Linked DNA regions of Astyanax mexicanus: region 2 is linked to region 1. Evidence: chromatin contacts called from public Hi-C data. All regions are on one chromosome and are shown on one strand. Each heading gives the region's core, a stretch centred on a gene start, on an enhancer-like site or on the middle of the called end of the contact. The rest is flanking DNA. Distances are from core to core; before and after follow the strand shown. Region 1 has its middle 25 kb from the start of ptrh2. Region 2 holds the start of btg3 (B-cell translocation gene 3).

Region 1 (6,981 bases), core at 733-3,232:
TAGAAACTGACGGTTGTCAGAAAGCAAAGTCAGATTAAGAGCTGAACTTGGTTTACACCACAGGATCATACCGTTGTGCTCCACACTAACTTTCAGTTGATGAACATGAGATAAAGCAGAGAACACCGTGTGCCCGGGGTGGTTTTACTAACTTAACAGTAGATGGGGCCAAAGCTCTATCAGAAAACACGTGTGACGCTTCTTAAAAAGTTCAGCTGCGACTGAGAGTGGGGTCGGACAGTGACGCAGACTGAGCGTTAGTTAAAACGACAGACAGCTAGAGCAGCCAGATGTTTGGAGCGAAGAGAGAAAAACACAAGCAAGAGAAAGAGGAGAGAAAATGACGGAAGCCCTTTTTCGTCCCTTCAACGCGTAATAGCACAGGGTCCATTCACTATATATATACATGTACTAACATGAACTCCCTACACCCACATATCTTAGATACTCAGATGTTAGTTTTAGATGCCTATAAATGAGAGAGAGAGAGAGAGAGAGAGAGAGAGAGAGAGAGAGAGAGAGAGAGCGATGGAGAAAGTCAGAGAGAGAGGGAGGGAGAAGGCGTAAGAGAGGAAAGTGCGTGTGAGAGAAAGAGAGAGGGAGGGAAGAAGGAACCCGGCGCTAAACACGGGGTCAGTGAGTTCGTCCATTCCAATAGTGCTCGTGAAATGACAACTGATCCCAAACACTGTGTACCATTCCAGAAAGCTAGCGAGCGAGCGCGCGCACGCACACACACAGAAAGTTACCTAACACGCGCGCAAACACCATTCTATAGGCTGATTTAACCGCGTGAAATGTCCAATTTGAATGCATCTTTACTTAACAGGGCACGGGCACGATAAACAAACACACACACGTTCCTTTAGCGAGGACATTTTATCTACACACCCACCCACAGATAGCACGTAAACAACAGGTAGGGAACACTCTGCACGAGTGTGTACATGCTACGCACTACGCGCGCGTACATCAGCAAGAAAACTACAACGCACACACCATTGTATTGTACAGGTGAAGAGTCTGAATTAAAAAATGGGGGTGGGGGTTACTCACCAGGTACAGCAGAAAGGTGAGCAATGCAAGACTCCAGCGCCGAGTCTGACCGACGGCCGAGAGAATGCAAAGCCTGTAGGGAAACAGGCACAGCACGGGCACGCGCTTCTACTTCCAGCACACGCACATATAGGCGGCACGGAGCAGAGCAGCGCGTGAGAGCCGTGTGCGTTCATTCTCGCTCACTGTGGGTAAGAGAACGAGGCGAGTGAACGAGAGACGTGCATGTAGGTGGAGAGAGGTGAAAGAGAAAGTGCGACACAAGGGAAGCAGAGATAGAGGGGGAATAGACAGAGAGAGAGAGAAAGAGAGAGAGAGAGGGCACCTCTCCCCTGAGTTGTTGTTGCTTTCTGTTGCTGAGTGAGGGGAGGACAGGGCTGTAGGGTGAAAGAGTTCAGAGCTCTGAGAGAGAGAATAAGGGTGTTATTCTAGTCCAGCCTGCCAAGTCTTACACAACACAGCGTGCACGAGGACAGCCAGACCCTGCTGCTGTAGGCCTTCCTATTTAGTTATTTATGTATGTATTTATTTATTATTTTGATTACTTTGCAGAACATGTACACAACATATAACTTATCAAGCAGATCCAGGAGGGAAAAAAAGAAAAGCAACGACAACACATTATTTTAGTAAATTTAACTTCTTCATATAACGTACAGCAGAGCACACACTTATTACTACGCCATTTAGGTGACTCAATAAATAGATGGCCCTGCTGCTCTCTCTCTCTCTCTTTCTTTCTCTGATTTCAATTCCTTCCATTCTTCCTGTCGGACGGGTCAGTGCCTGTGGGTGTTGGAGTGTGTATGTTGGGGGGGGGGGGGGGGGGGGGGTGTCTGTTTTCGTAGTCGCAGGGAAATTTACGGGTTGGGATTATTACGGGAACATTAAGGGCTTCTGGCGAAGTTCAGAGCCCTGCCTCACCAGGAATCCAGCAAAACAGAACTCACGCACCCCCACACGCGCCCACCTCCCTCATGTGAAACGACACCTTCCTAATGTCTTCCCATCTACACCAACCTAGTCCAGCCACGCTGTCTGTATGGCATTATTATTTATTACTCTGAGTACAGGGTTAGTATTGCGTTAAGTGTTTTTTAATCTAAAACAATAATCAATATCATACAGACACAGACACTTGAGGATGCCCAACAGGTGCTCAAATCAAGTAAACTCTGGTTGTTTTATTTTCAGTACTGCATATGTACAGGATATACAGAGGATTGAAATTGCATTACTCTGCTACCCAAAGTTATAGCAAATAAAACATAATGTACAACTAAATAAAACTTTAAATAATATAAGAATGAAATAGACAGTAAACAAGGTCACAGGTATAAACATATGTGAGACAAGACACAAAACACAAGACAATAGCGCAATATAAGAGTCTTCCGGTGATTACAGGGAAAATGCTGTACCAGTATAAACAGAACCTGTATAAACAGTAGTGCAAATATAAAGATGTAAAAGCTTAAGATTGGTACAGTTCTTTAAAGGTCACTGTTGTAGGGGGAGGTAAAGTGGGTAGGACAGTGCAAGTATAAGAAGTAGTGCAGATATGGGGTGTATGAGTGTATATCAGTTATTGAAAAGTTCCAGTAATGTGTTGATTGGATGGGGTGAGGGGGTTGGGGGTAAGGCTGCTGAGTATGTGTGTCCTGGGGGCAAATGGGGAAGGAGTGGTAAGCAGGGAGAGAGTCGAGCATCCTAACAGCCTGGTGGATGAAGCTGTCCCTCAGTTGGCTGGTCCTAGCCCCGAGACTCTGCAGTCTCCTCCCCGATGGCAGCAGGCTGAAGAAGCTGTGTGGTGGTTGGGTAGGATCTCCTGCCAGGGGGAGGGCTTTCTGTGTTTAGGTCTAGAAACATACTTGGCCTGTCCCTCACCTTTACCTTCAGCTTCCTCAGCAAAGCAGTGGAGGTGTGTTTGGGGTTTTTATCATGTTGGTAAACCATCATGATAAGTCCCATGAGTCCCAATTGCTGAAGGGAGGGGATCACGTTCTGCTTTAGAATGCTACAGTACAGACCATTATGCTACCACCACTATGTTTGACTGTAGGTGAGAGAATCTTTGTACTCATCAACTGGGCACAAGCAAACATGCTGGATATTTAAAATTTTGACCTCAGATTTTTGCCCTAAACGCCCTAGAAGTAAATGCTCTGTGGGCAGATGACACTGAAACAATGTTTAAATTTATGTTTGGAGAAAAGAAAACCCTTCATTCCCAATTTAAAACATTTCCGCTCTGTGAAACATAACGGTGGCATATAATGGTTTGGGCCTATTTTGCTGTTTTTGGTCCAGAAAGGCTTACTAATAACGCTATTATAGGAGAATTCAGTGATTGTGTTGGAATGGCCAAGTCAAAGGCCTGACCTTAATATAGTAGACATGTTGTGGAAGGAGCAGCAGTTAATGGGAGGAAATTTACCAGAGCTGAAGCTGTTTTGAATGGAGCAATAGGCCAGACTAATCAATAGAAACATTTAGTTGCAGTTATTCCAGCACAAGAGGTTCACACCAGATACTGAAAAAAGGTGCACATACTCACATAAAACATTTTCCTTTAATACATAAATGAACAAGTATATATATGTGAAAAATTATTCTCTTTTGTTTAATTTTTCTTCTTAACTACTTTTAGGACTTTTGCGTTTGAAATCTGCTGAAAATGTGTGCCAAATCTATGCAGAAATATGCACAATTTTCTATGAAGAAAATTCTAAAGGATCTTTACATATTTAAAAAAATAAGCTTCTACAATATCTCCAAAAGTAAACTAATTTCTGTATGGTTTCTTTGTACCAATGTCTGTTGTAAAACTGGACTGAACCTGGAACTGAAAACAAGTCTTTATAGTCTTCTTTACATCTGTAACATGGTTTGACACAGATTACAAGAAAATGCTAATTATGTGTGTCTTTGTCATATTATGAAGTTTGCGGACAACATGGCAGTGGTTGGATGTATCACCAACAAAGATGAGTCTAGTGTCAGGGCGGGGGTGCAGGGAGGACGAGGAGGCGGACGCAAATGCAAACCAACAGGGGATTTATTAAACGAAAACAGGATACACAATACACTGGGATAAACTGAAAACAAGACTGAGGAAACTCGGGAAACAATGAACACTGACAGACGTTAAACGTACAAGGATCGACACCGGGGAAATGGAACACGGACCTTAAATAGAGGTGCACACACACAGGAAACATGAAACACCTGGGACGAAGGGGCGGAGTTACAAAAGACACAGGTGAGAGGAAAAACACAGGTAGAACACAGGGTCACGGGTCACGTGGGACAACACAGGCACGAGGACAGACAGGAAACAGGGCCAGGACCTTACATCTAGCTACAGGCAGGAGGTGGAACACCTGGAGGATTGGTGCAGAGAGAACAACCTCTGCATCAATGTAAAGAAGACGAAGGAGATGATTGTGGACTTCAGAAGGGGCCAGCATGCCCACCTCCCCCTGCACATTGGAGGATCTGCGGTGGAAGTGGTTGACAGCTACAGGTACATGGGTGTGCACCTGAGCAGCAACCTCACCTGGAGCAACAACACTTCCACTCTGGTCAGGAAGGCACATCAGCGGCTCTACATCCTCAGGAGGCTGAGACAAGCAGGACTCGGGAGCACAGTCCTCACCTCCTTCTACAGATGTGTGGTGGAGAGCGTCGTGTGCTCCAGCATCAACCTGTGGCATGGAAGCTGCTCTGCTACAGACAGGAAAGCTCTGCAGATGGGGATGAACGCACAACGGACATCTACACCTCCAGATGCAGGAAAAGGGCCACCTGCATCAGAAAGGATCCCACCCACCCAGCACACGCACTTTTTGTCCCACTCCCCTCAGGCCGGAGGCTGAGGAGCATCAAGTGCAAAACAACCAGACTCTGAAACATTCCAGCTCATTCCAGAAGCTGTAAGGTTCTTAAACTCCACCTAAACAACACACTGCACTGACACACAAGGACAAATTACTGTTTACAAACACTGTCATTTTACCCGCACTGAGACCATTTATCTTTTACTGCTCTAATTCCATTATCATGCTGCTATAGCAAACATGCACTCTGGACTTTATGTTGCTGCTACCTGTCTACTCTGCCTACTATTTTTTTGTTTTTGGGGTATTTATCTTTATCTATTTTGTTATGTTCTATTTTTATTGTATTCTTTTATTTTGTTATCTTATTTTATTTATATATTTATTTTAATAACAGCTCCTGGGTGTAAACTGGATTGTGAGATCACAAATTCCATCCACCTCATGTACCACATGTGATGCGAATGACAATAAAATCTCTTTAAATCCTCTGTGGTTCTATGATGCCGAATGACTGTGGATGACAATCCCTCTCCTTGGCATGCTTTAAGCTCTGAATACCAACAAGGTCACATGGGACACCACGTCCCTGGGGGAGCAGAGGGGTCAGAGCTGAAACACTCCTCTAAAAAATCAACAAATCAGATAACCAGTAACCAGAGGGGGCACCATTAATGACTGTGTGGTACGTGGAGAAAGCCGCAGTGTGTACTTAATAGTGGAGGGAAATCACCAGTTGAGGGAATAGTGAAGGAGCGTGCAGCAGGCCCAAAAGAAAGTACAGCACCAATACAAATCGATTAGCGTACACTAGTAGTAGTCTATGAATTATCATTAGCATATCCACTGTGCACATGAGAGGATTAACACAGGACCCAGGTTGAAGGCCCTCTGAATTCAGACACCACATTTGTCCTTCTAACTTGAACAAAGGTTTGCTCTCCAAGACAAGGGCCAAATGGTCCATTTGCAGGGTGGAGGTGATGTTTCAACAATAAATACATTGTCTACAGCGATAGATATCTGAGAAGGGCCCATTTTAAGGGAGGATGTATAACCTTTAGAGCCAGGAAGACAGAGCCCTGCCTTGGTAAATAATACTATATCTAAAAATTGTGATAGGTCCAAGTGAATACGGGCATAAATTAAATAGAACAATGTTTTAGTTCAAACAGATACAAAAATATTGGCACAGTGAGAGCATACCCTTTATTTCCATTGTAGACTTAAAACATTTGTGTTTGAAATGAATATTGGACAAAATATCATAATTTCAGCTTTTATTTCCAGATATTTACGTCTGGATCTGATGCACATTTTTTTTAAGTTATGCATTTTTTCTTGTAAACAAAAGTACTGGAATATGTTACTATCAGGTATGTTTTGTTGTCCTGATAAACTGATCATAAAAAAAATAACTAGTTCTGAATGTCTGTTTTTAGTTTCAAGTCTACAGATTGTCTATCAATTTAAAGAAAGATGCAACAAAACTGATTTGGAGAACCTTCATCATGCAGCAAGATAATGGCAATGACAAAACACACTGCCTGCATGCAAACGTTCAGTGATGTCAATACGTCACAGACGTGATGCAGTTTTTGTAAGGATTTGCAACTAAACATGAAGTTTTATTTGCTTTAATTTATTTTAAGTTGATCTGTTCCAGTAATTTTACTCAAACGAAACATGTTTGGGTTCAGATAAATGTTCTGAAATAAAGTAAATCTTCTGAACTGTGTATCAGATCCAAAAAAAAAAAGAAAAAATGATTGGTCTCACTCTTCCAATACTTTTGAATGGGACTGCATATTTGGGCCTGGGTGAGGGCAGTGCTCCATTTGACCTATCCACTCTGTATATCCATGTTGCACCCCAGACCATCAGGAAGACGTTGGAAGTAATTACTTCTCTACTCTCAGGAACAGACCCTAATGGTACACAATAAGCGTCACAGACATGGACTGAGCACATACAGTGTATCACAAAAGTGAGTACACCCCTCACATTTCTGCAGATATTTAAGTATATATTTTCATGGGACAACCCTGACAAAATGAAAAGTAGTGTGTGTGCCGCTCATATAACA
Region 2 (6,320 bases), core at 829-3,328, 100 kb after region 1:
TATCAGGGCTAGCTGAATATAGTGTGCTGATCTGATTGCCGCAAAATGGTAGATTTCCTGGACCAGGAATAGGTATATTATTCAGTGTTTACTCACCTGCAGCACACCTCTCCTGGATCTACCCACAATGTGAGCTCTTTGGGAAGACCAAGGTCCTTATACTGCACACCGCTTTCAGCACAGGCTCTCAGTAGCTCTGGGTCTTCTTTAAGGAACCGGTTTACGCGAATACACCTGAAGAACGCAGTAACCTCAATTTAAACAAGGTAAACCACATTAATTTGGTGGTGCAAACATTTTCTCAAGAACCCAACCCAGTCTTAAACTGTTCCCATTGCATCCATTCCATACATTGTACCTGAAAGCCTGGCCTTTGTTAGGGTTGTCTGGATACCAGTGACCTCTGAACTTTTCCTGCAGAGCCACAGTCAACCGCTCCACAAACAGATCCACTTTCTCCACATCCAGCTTCTCAGCCTTCTTGATCAACCGCTTTAAGAAAAACACCACTGCCGCAATTTCTTTCTTCATTGTTAGCTGCAGGGCTGAAAATCCGGTCCAAATTCTGTTAATGGCACAAATCGGATAATTAAAAATATCACAGCAGAATAATCTTCTGTAATGTCTAACTAATAGTAAATTGTGTTCCAGATCCCTAAGGTAGTCAGTCATGTTATTCAGTAACCTAGGGTTGAAGAACTCTATACTTGACATTTATAGATTTGTAGACTCCTTTGTTGATCCTGACCATTTAGGTGTCACTTCTCTAGCCAGTAAAGGATTTGTGCTCCCAAAAAACTCACAGATCAAATCAGATGCATTGCAAATATTACCAAAGACAGACGCTCTGCAGTCAATCAGACCTATGTAAGAGGTGCTCATACAGGGGTGATACAAAGTGTGAAACAGCAATCAGAGAAGAAAGCCAGCAAATGCTGATCCAGATTGTGTGCTGTTAAAAAGGAAAAACTAAAACTAACTTTTAAACCAGGAATGGACAGTCATGTGTGTTAATTCTTCCTAAATGCAGTTCTAAACCAACTGTTCTCCGTTGTTTGCAGCGCTAAGCACCACAACAACACAAAACAAATCTAACAGACAAACCCACTTAAATCTGAACTGACCAACAAGCATATTCACAGGTGTATGGAAATGGCCCAGACACCGTTTCAGTCCACCTAAAATCCTGTCAGGACAAACTAAAGCTCTCTTCTCTCACTGAAAAAGAGGAATGTAAGGAAAAGGAGTGCACGAGGACTACAATATGGGAAAAAGCTTATTTCAAAAGCATCCGTCCTGGTCTCTAGTCTGAAACGTATCAACTGGTGGAAATCCTAACCCCAAAACAACCTGCAAATCCGCCGATAACCGAGCTGACCGCCCTTAAACCGAGGAGGCAGCAGCAGCGGCGGCAGATCGGCGGGAGAGTTCAGATAATGGCGCGCTCAGCTTCATCAGCCCCACTAAACCCGGGCAATTAGCCAGAAGCTAACGGTGCTCACATTACACAGCAGCTCGCAGTCCTGTTACTTAACAATACCTTTATTCTGAGAGAAAAACTTCATTAACTCAGTTCAGTGAAACTAGTCTACGCTACATATTCAACACTAACCAGAGCGGCCAATCAGAGAACACTAGGGTAATATATCTACACAACAGCAGTAAGCGAAACCGAGCCTTTACACAGAAACTAACTAACAGTTCTGTAATTAATAACCAGCCGTTACTTATCTAATGAGCACAACACGAAATACAGGCTATAAACTGGCTAGCAGCGGACTATGAAGCTAAGCTAACTAATTAGCTACAACCCTGGACAACACTGCGCACAACGGCGTTAACTGCGCGGCCCGCCGTGCTGCCGCATTTCAGCAGCTAAAACCACTCCTGCTTCTTGCTGCTGTTACTGTGTCTCTCTCAGCACAGAGCCCAGAGCCATCAGCCGGCCCGAGACTCTAATAACACACTCACCGCGCTCTCCGTCCATCAACATGTGGGTTAACTCCTGCCGCGCCGACACACTTCTAGATCCTGTGGTGCGCAGCTTCTCGGTGACGTCACTTTCCTTCTACAGGCCACGCGGCCGCTACTGTAGAGAAATAAAACTTAACCTCTCAATAAATCTATACGTAAACCCCCAACAGCAGGGTTTTAATCAGAGAAATACTCTAATATAATGCCCCAAACATACAAAAAACAAGAATTAGCACCGAATATATTAAACACAGAACATAGAAAACAACTGCTTTTATTTACCACAGAACTGTTTATTATTCATTCATACTCTCATCCTGAATATTATATCACATTACTTTTGCTAAAGTGAACAATAGCTAAAATAACTAAACTATGTTGCTGTTATTTGATGGAAATGTAAATAATTTATTAATAAATACACAAACTGCACTTTTACTGTTGAAACAGTACACTTAGTGGACAAACTGGAAATCCAGTGGAAAAACATCATTCATCATTCAAATATATATTTTTCTGTGGTTGAAATATTATATTAAATTATATTATATTATATTATATTATATTATATCATAATGCCAACTTTGAATGTAGCTTGAAGTCTAACTGGGCATTTTTAACCAATCAAACCCACGAATAAATCATTAAAATCCAGATAAGCATTGTAAAGCTCTTGACATTAATGTTGCAATGAATACAATAAATGAATTCCTGCATATGATGCTCACGGTCCAAGCAAATTTGCTGTCTCCATGTCTGTGCATTCGGTAACCAGGCTGTTACTGTGGCATACACGCACCTAAACACAATTCCCACCAGGCCAGGATAACAGCACCACACAATATATTTCCATGCTATTGGGAAAATCCCTGGTGTTGTAGAACTGGTGCACAGGACACTTGTGGTGTCTTTAATCACACCTACACGTATGGTAAAGATTACTCTGCGGTGAATGTGCAGGTAAAATTGAGGTGCTTCTAACCAACATTGTGGCTGTTTATCTGGACAAACTCTGGGGTGTGTCAACTTGCAAACATATATAGAGTACAGTCTCAGTCAGTGTTTTTTTTTTTGTTTTGTTTAATTTATTTTCCACAATCCTCTGACCTAAACCCAAATGAGATTGGTATAAGCTGGAGAAAACTATTCCAAGTGAATCTACCTCATAAAGACACTGAGATTAAAATACCAGTGTGCAGATCTGTCCTCAAAGATAAATGTATAAAGTATATTCTGGTTAGTTTAAACCTTTTTTTGTTTACAAAATCATTTTGTGTGTACCTGTCTGTGTACAAATATATATATATATTTGGGAAACACTCGTAGAACTGGCTCGTTCTTTACTCATGTCATTTGTTAGTTAGTTCGGTAATCGCTAAGATTGATCGTTCAATAACTGAACTCTGTAATTGTAAAAAGAATATGGGAGAACAATGATTGATGTAAAACATACATTCTAGTTTACAAGGTTTTATTTTACAGCTGTAAACTAAAACATCTATTGATACTACTTCAATAAAACATTGTTATCGATACTACTGATACATCGATCAATCTGTACACCCAAGTACAAAGACTCTAACAGGTTGTTTTCATGTAATTTAGACTCATTTTGCATTTACACTTTTCTTATATCATGCTTTATATTTATATTTCCTATGTGAAATACATCGGTTGTCCTGAATGGAAATTAGGAAGAGTCTGGACTAGACCACACCCACTGTTATTAAAGAATGCTGCACTCACTGTTAATATGAGTCTGCTGGTTTGTTTTATTATTCTCTAGATCAAAGGTTTTGAAAAGATATTCCTTTGTCTGCGCACTGTCAAGCTTCAAGTGTAAAGATCCAACCACTGAATGTGTAAAGTAAAAACAACACAAAATAAAACAACAATTACCTCTTGTTAAATGTAACATGTTATTATGTCAAAAGTGACATAATAGCATTTAGAAGAATATGTTTTTAGCACAGTTTTATTTACTGTTTATTTTTTTAAATCTTTTTTAAGCTTAAATTGAATGACTAGCAGAATAATTGAGATGGCTTAAGAATTTTAAATGCTCTAACATTCACAACTTATATAAAGTTATTATTGTGGAGATATATTTATACATGAGCAATATTTAAATATCCCATATAAATAACTAATTTACTTTTGATTAATTAGTAAAAAACAAAATACAAAAAATGTTTTTGTAGGACCCCCATGGTGGTGACCCTAATGATGTACCATGTGTCTACTTACACAAATATCTCAAGAAATTAAACATTAGTTTAGAATTCACAATGACAACTCTAAAAAATAAATCATATTCTGTTTATTCATTTGATATAATTCATCATTTATATTGTATATTTTAATACACAATAAACATGCAATAATTTCAAAAGTATGTTGGCTCATTAGAAATTTGTCCTAAATACATATACACTGACCAGCTATAACAAATGACCTTACATTACAAACATTAAAAAGGTGAAATGGATAACTTTACTTGCTTAATGTAATACAGTAATAATGAGGACCAAAACACTGTAGCTGTGTTCCAAAGTCCAGGCTGCAGCGGAGGTGGGCTGCATTTCTCTGTCATAGGAGGCTGTCACCACGAGACTATTCATATATGTATGAACAATATAGGCTGCTGGAAAGGAATCTTATTGGACAGTTCTACAGTGGACCCGCAGCCTTAACTTCGCAGTAAAGCCTGTATGATAACTCTTTTAAGAAATAATAATAAGAAGAATATGAATCAAATGTCAATAATTTTCCGCAAATCACACTCACATGTCAACATCTTTAGTACAAAATAAACAATCCAACAGAATAATAGACAGGGTCAAAGAGACATTTTAATATAATGTAATTAACAATGGAGCCATAGATTAAATGGATTATTGATTGCAATAATAGCAAACAGACCATACTTGACAGTGCAATTTGTTTAAATAGGTGTTTACACTCTATTGTTTGCATGATTTCTAAGATATTGAAAAAAATTTTGGTTGATTACATGGTGAGTGTTTAATAACTTTTCACCAGTAATGTATATAATATAACTGCATGTGAATGTACAGTTTTGGCATTGGCTAAGGAATGAGCAGGAGAGTGGAAGCAGCCTTTGTGATGGTCTGGATATACTCTTTATAGTCACTGCTCCCATACATCACCAGCAGGTAGTTCAGAATACCCACCACACACATCAGGGACAGGAAGAACAGCACACGCTTTCCAAACAGGAAACCTGGAGTGCTGAAACAACACCAAATAAGTATATACCATGAACAGGAGCAGCTTTGAGGTAGTTGAGCAAAAGTTATTGAGTCATTACTGGCAGTAGTTTTGCAAAGTGTGCTAAGAGTACTGTTGAAGTGTGGGGAATAAAATGCAGAAATGTGAATAATTATACTCAAAACAACATACAATAAAACATTGCTGTGGTGTATTTATATATTATCCATATCTATATTGAACACTTAAAAATAAGAAGTTCTGATTATTACCTTTGACACGTCTGTCCCATATATCCAACAAAGTATTTCTGCCTGGCTACAAGATACACAATCCCAGCAAATGCTGCTGGAGCTGAGCAGGAATATAGTGGAGAAATGTACTGCAGTATGTTACATCATTAAAACATAATATTATATACAGTGGCATGAATCATTTTCAAGACTTTCCTGATTTTATAAATCACTGGTTGTTCGAATCAGCAATTTCAGTTAAATATATCATATAACATATGAAAACAGTGATATTTAAAAAGTGAAATTAAGTTTATGGGATGTACAGAAAGTGTGCAATAATTCTTTCAACTAAATTAGGCAGGTGCATAAATGTGCTCAGTCTTGTCGTTTTGTTGATTTGAATACCTTTAGTGCTAATTATTGGAACACAAATGTGTTTTGTAAGATCACTGACCCTTGACCTACATACACAGGTGAATCCAATATTAGAAGGGTTTTAAGGAGACCAAATGCAAGTTTTTCTCCTCTTTAAATCTTCTCTGAAGAGTAGCAACATGGGAGCCTCAAAACACATCTCTCAAATAACCTGAAAACAAAGATTGTTCAACATCAGGGTTTAGAGGACGGATACAAAAAGCTCTCTCAGAGATTTCAGCTGTCAGTTTCCACTGTGAGGAACATATTGAGAAAATGAAAGAACCACAGGCACAGTTTTAGTTAAGACCTGAAGTGGCAGACCAAGAAAAATCTCAGATACGCAGAGAAGGATGGTAAGACCAGTTATAGTCAACCCACAGACCTCCAGCACCTACAACATCATCTTGCTGCAGATGGAGTCACTGTGCATCATTCAACTATTCAGTGTACTTTACACAAGGA

What was found. Hi-C and Micro-C count contacts between places; a contact is called where the count stands out from the background.
Region 2: a contact with region 1 is called in a Hi-C map of muscle, with 14 times the contacts expected there. The contact joins the promoter of btg3 here to the enhancer-like site in region 1. A contact is called at or near these places in 2 of 3 Hi-C or Micro-C datasets (both in muscle).

Annotation. Positions count from the first base shown.
Region 1 is chr20:14,221,884-14,228,864 of AstMex3_surface, forward strand. No RefSeq gene overlaps it. Among protein-coding and RNA genes, the nearest start is that of ptrh2, 25 kb to the right of the region's middle. Within about 2 kb of position 1,983, the one cell type or tissue checked has an H3K27ac peak away from gene starts, as active enhancers do.
Region 2 is chr20:14,321,836-14,328,155 of AstMex3_surface, forward strand. It overlaps btg3 (B-cell translocation gene 3), which reads right to left and starts at 2,079. Exons shown (of 5, transcript XM_007235403.4): 1 at 1,972-2,079; 2 at 359-565; 3 at 97-234. The coding sequence starts at 531. It overlaps LOC103039025 (arachidonate 5-lipoxygenase-activating protein), which reads right to left. Exons shown (of 5, transcript XM_007235405.4): 4 at 5,478-5,559; 5 at 4,279-5,226. The coding sequence ends at 5,064.